Linked DNA regions of Danio rerio: region 1 is linked to region 2. The links are chromatin contacts, called in public Hi-C maps. All regions are on one chromosome and are shown on one strand. Each heading gives the region's core, a stretch centred on a gene start, on an enhancer-like site or on the middle of the called end of the contact. The rest is flanking DNA. Distances are from core to core; before and after follow the strand shown. Region 1 holds the start of setd4 (SET domain containing 4). Region 2 overlaps pdxkb (pyridoxal (pyridoxine, vitamin B6) kinase b).

Region 1 (2,756 bases), core at 52-2,551, 220 kb before region 2:
TTTGCTGTATTGGTAACTTGTTTACATGCTAAAAGCTGATAAAATCACAGGCCTATAGATCCGTCGTCAGTGCTAGATTGGGCGGATTCTAACCATAATCATAACCTTTGTAACATTAATAGCAATAGTATTTACGTCTGTGGTTAAAAGGAATGTTCACCCAAAAAGTGTTTCTGTCTGTTACTAAGTGTTTCAAGCCTATGAGTTTCTTAGTTTTTTTTTTTTAAATGTCAGATAACCTCGATAAACATAAGCATCTGTAGTAGGAAAAACAAATCCAATAGCAGTCAGGGGTTACCGGGTTCACAAGATCTTTCATCTATTTTCATCCATTTTCCTTCAGCTTAGTCCCTTATTCATCAGGGGTCGCCACATCATATGTGAATGAGTGTGTATGGATGTTTCCCAGTGATGGGTTGCAGCTGGAAGGGCATCCCCTGTGTAAAACATGTACTGGTAAAGTTGGTGGTTCATTACGCTGTGGCGACCCCAGACTAATAAAGGGGCTAAGCCCAAAAGAAAATGAATGAATGAACATTGAGGGTTGGGGTGGGGTTAGACGTTAATAAAATTCAATGGATAATTTAATAAATATTAATTTAAAATGTTTATTTATAATATATGTTTACTGAAATGTTTATTACATTGTAATTTGTATATGTTCATATTATAATCATTAAACTAAGAAAAATCTAAGGTCTTCGAAAAAAAAACATCCATCTACACAATAATTAATTGACAGAATCAAAAATATCCTATAGAAAAAAAGTGAAATTCCATTAAAACACACAATCTAATCACAGTCTAATAATTCGACAAATCTAATTCAGATCCTGAAGACAAAGAGGAAATTTCAATACATTAAGTCATAATGTCCCAAAGGATTTAAAGTCCTACATAGCACAAAGTGAAAATCCTATAAGAAAAATTCAGAATCTCTATTAGAATTTTAGGAATCCTTTAAGATCCTATAGATTTTTTAACAAGGGTAATATTAATAATTCTCGGTATAATTAACGTTACTGTTTTACGTTACTGTGATCGATGGTTGGGGTAGGTGTAGAGCAGGGGTGGCCAATCCTCTTCCTGGAGAGCCACCTTCCTGCAGATTTCAGTTGCAACCCAAATCAAACACACCTGCCTGTAATTATCACATGGTGTTCAGGTCCTAATTAATTGATACAGGTGTGTTTGATATGGGTAGCAACTGAAATCTGCAGGAAGGTAGCTCTTCAGGAACAGGATTGGCCTCCCCTGGTGTAGAGAGTTATATAAAAATATACATGGTAGAAAGTAAGGTGAAGCTGCTGGGGGTGTAGACGTTGTAAGAATTGTTACAACTGTTTCTCATTTACTTCCGGCCGCAGCTGTATCCTTTCTAGCAAATACGATATTCCTATTGGTTCGACGTAAGGTGAACTTTATCACGTGACCCGGCTGTGTTTTGGCCATGTGAATTTTTGTTTTTGTTTCCTAGTTCACTTTATTATAGTTTTACAACTAAAACAAGTTTCAGCTCGCGCGGTTATGTGGACCGCTGAAGATGAATAAAACTAGGTGCCGTGCTGGGAGACGAGCGAGGAAAAAACGACGGAAAAAACACGAGGATTTTTCCATAGGTAACTTAACGTTAACGTCTGTTTACCGCTATAACATTACAGTATGGTGTAAACTATGATACACGTTAAAAAACTGTATTATTTACATTTGCTCCTGCAGTTACTTTATCTCACGAAGCTCAGTTTGTTCTTTTGAGAAGATGGCTTAATGAAAGAGGATTCACCTCACAGAGTCTCATTCCTGTCAACTTCCATGGCAAGTAACCACTTTATATTGTACTTTATCTATCCATCCATCCATCCATCCATCCATCCATCCATCCACTCATATTATACTTAAGTTAACCTGTTTCCCTCAGATACTGGCAGGGGGCTAATGTCTACACAAACTATCAAGGTAACTGTTGGATATAGTAATATGTCAATACTTTGTTTCAAATATGTGAAACCTTATTAAATATGTATTTTTTTATCATTTTTGCAGGCCAAAAACTCCTTGATTTCTTTACCTGAGGAATGCCTACTAACCACCAGCACGGTTCTGAAGAGCTACATGGCTGATTACATAAAAAGGTATTTCAATTAGTTGACAATTCACTAGGCATGGGCCTGTATAAGATTCTGATGGGATGATAACGTTGGATAAAAAAATCTCAGTTTCATGCTATTGTGGTTACTTCAATAAAAAAAGTTTTTTTTAAATATCTGAGTAAAAAAACTAAAACTTTTTCCCCTTTGAACACGTTTTATTTTGAGAAACATTTAAATGTTTAACATTTTATATCATTCCAATGAATCATTTACTTCTGCTGCCTTCATTTGTTTTAAAAACACAGATTTCTTTACAGTTTAAAACACATCTTTATATATCTTTTCTGCTGGAGATAATGTTGTCTTAACAAACAAACAAACCAAACGTTAAAACGTAAATCATATACATATCTTAGAAATGGTTTAGCCAGTTATCGTCCCATGCCTACAATTCACCCCGTATATAAAATGAATTATTTTTGCTCTAAACTTTCCTGACAAGATTTTTTACTATGTAAACTAATGATGCACAATTCACAGAAGGCATTTTAGTGTGTGTATTCTGTATTTAATATATAATGCAAGCCTATGGCCAGCACATTGAATAGGAGTTTTTTTTTTTTTTTTTTTGGAAAAAGTGGACCTTTATGCAGTTATTCGCCCCAT
Region 2 (2,700 bases), core at 109-2,608:
AATCTGAGGAGGGAACTAAAGATCAGGGTGACGGCAAGGAGACCTTCCATCTAAAAGGGTTGGAGCTCATCGCCAGGGCCAGACGCAATCTGCGGATGTTTTTTGCTATTTCTACAGAGAATTCTAGTAAAAATCTGCAGATTTCTGCGGAATTATTTTGGTAGTATCATAACTAAAACCTTAATATGTGAAATAAAAAATAATACATTTGTAACTTTTATTCATTGTTTAAAATGCAAACCCAATTAGATTTACTTTATTTGGTAAACAAAGCAGGTCTCTCATACATCTACTAAAAGATCTAATAAATCAGATGAACATTTTCATATTAGTCAATAATATGACTGTAAATAATTTAAAAACTAAATAAATATATATCTAAAGACATTTACTCAAGTAAATAAACTGAATTAATGATGGGCTAAAAATCTGCGGAAAATCTGTGGAATTCTGCGCTCGCAGATTCTGTCTGGGCCTACTCATCACTAAAGACGAATGAGCAAAAATAACAGTGTAGACAAGTAAAACAAGACATTATAGACATTATAGCAAGCATTTGATTGCTGTAATAGGAAATAAACCCTTCTCTATTCTATATTGAGAAGGATATGAAGAGTTTTGGACAAGCCACTTTTATTAAAATATAAACATTTTTTTCCTCACAATGTTGCATCATGTACATCGTCTTATTGTCTTTTTGGAAAAACCTGTGTCATTTCCAGTCAAAAAAAACCTTGCTGGTTGATTAAAAGTAATATATATGTATATATAAATTATCCAGCACAAGCATGACATTAATATTAATGAACACCAAATGAGCACATTAGAATAATTTCTGACAGATCTGGTGATGCTAAGGGAAAAATGATGCCGAAAACAAAGCTTTACTTGTTAATTTGAATTAATTTTATATTTATTTTCAATAGCAAGCGTTTTTACACTATTAAAGCTTTATTATTCCTAACATAAATAAATGTAGCCCTGCTGAGCTAAAGAGACTTTTCTCTGAAACAGTGAAGTAGTTTGAACAGTTCAGGACTGTACGTTAACACTTGCAGATTAAAGTGTAACTAGCTTTCTTCTGTTCTTCTTGTCAGTTTGTGACCCTGTCTTAGGTGATCATGGGTCAATGGTAAGCTCTCCTTCATTTTTTCCCTCTTATTTCTTCCTTCAGCATTCGGAATGAGATTTTAATATAGCTTTACCCATTGTCCTCTTGCAGTATGTTCCTCAGAATCTCCATCCCGTGTACAAGAATAAAGTGGTCCCGGTGGCCGACATCATCACACCCAACCAGTTTGAGGCCGAGTGAGTAGAAAAGCTCTTGTGATTGGATGATTCAGTGCTGCAAATGTCAAACCGCTGGCTTTTGCTGATAGATGAGTGGTACTGGAGTGCCATCTGGTGGTCAGCTGAGGTTGTACGTGCAAATCATTTTATATATTTTTTCTAGACATTTTCTGAACTCTTTGTGTTCTTTGTAGGCTGCTGACAGGGAAGAATATTAGCACAGAGAAAGATGCTGTTGAGGTGAGATTGAATGCATGAATGAGGAATGACTCTGAAAGTCGGTTTATAGAAAGGACGGAAGCAGAAAAGAAATTGTGAATACAAATTATACACAAATCCTTTTCATTTTAATGTTGGATATCATGTTATATAATTATTTTTTACATAATTTTTTATCATTTGCTGTTATTAACATTAAGAATAATGTTTTCAAACTATTTTTATGAAATTAATATTAAATATAAATAGCCATATTAATGCTATAAAATGTTATTTGATTGTAGTAATATTATTTTAATAATAAAATTAATTTTCAAACTTTAGATTTTTTTTTATTATGTATTATTTAACAATCATGTATTTATAACATATATATATATATAAACAATTGGTATTTTGAATCATCACTAATAGTACAAATTTCTATTGTTATCATTACTATCGTTACCGTTATAAATAAAAGTTTTCATTTATTCATTCATTTTCTTTTCGGCTTAGTCCCTTAATTATTAGGGGTCGCCACAGCGGAATGAACCGCCAACCTATCCGGCATATGTTTTATGCAGCCGATGCCCTTCCAAGTTGCAACCCATCACTGGGAAACGACCATAAATTCTCATGAACATGGGGAGAACATGCTAACTCCACACAGACATGCCAACTGACCCAGCCAAGGCTCGAACCAGCGACCTTCTTGCTGTGAGGCGAGAGTGCTACCCACTGCGCCACCATGTCGCCAACTAATACAACTTTTTCAAAATATAAAATTAATACAATATTTTTTTATATAAAAAACTGCTTGTTGATCATGATGATATGATTATGAGGGTTATTATTATCATTTATTATATTAGTTGTAATATAAAACATAACAGTATTATTTCTAATAGTTCTGCACTACTATTATTCAGTATATCATGCTTTTAATTAATAATAATAGCAATAATAATGTTAATAATAATACTGACGTTTTGAATTTGTTTATTATTACTGTATCTAGTATGTGTTGTAGTAGTAGTAGTAATATGAATAATAATAAAAAAAATATATTTTTATCCATTTATTGCATATTAATATTAAGCAATTATTATTATTATTAACAAGAATAATAATGTTTGTGTTCAGGTGATGGATCTACTGCATAAAATGGGCCCAGACACTGTGGTCATTACCAGCTCTGACCTGCCACCT

The links. A called contact is a pair of places that touch in the nucleus more often than the background predicts.
Region 1: a Hi-C map of hematopoietic stem cells shows a contact between it and region 2, with 3 times the contacts expected there. The contact joins the promoter of setd4 here to the enhancer-like site in region 2. A contact is called at or near these places in 3 of 18 Hi-C or Micro-C datasets (caudal fin, embryo and hematopoietic stem cells).

What each region holds. Positions count from the first base shown.
Region 1 is chr1:50,420,068-50,422,823 of GRCz12tu, reverse strand. It overlaps setd4 (SET domain containing 4), which reads left to right and starts at 1,301. Exons shown (of 10, transcript NM_001045562.1): 1 at 1,301-1,619; 2 at 1,720-1,815; 3 at 1,919-1,956; 4 at 2,044-2,132. The coding sequence starts at 1,544.
Region 2 is chr1:50,201,994-50,204,693 of GRCz12tu, reverse strand. It overlaps pdxkb (pyridoxal (pyridoxine, vitamin B6) kinase b), which reads left to right. Exons shown (of 11, transcript NM_001145586.1): 5 at 1,098-1,132; 6 at 1,223-1,308; 7 at 1,485-1,530; 8 at 2,635-2,700. Among named protein-coding and RNA genes, the nearest start is that of agpat3, 21 kb to the right of the region's middle. Within about 2 kb of position 1,358, at least 5 of the 62 cell types and tissues checked have an H3K27ac peak or open chromatin away from gene starts, as enhancers often do.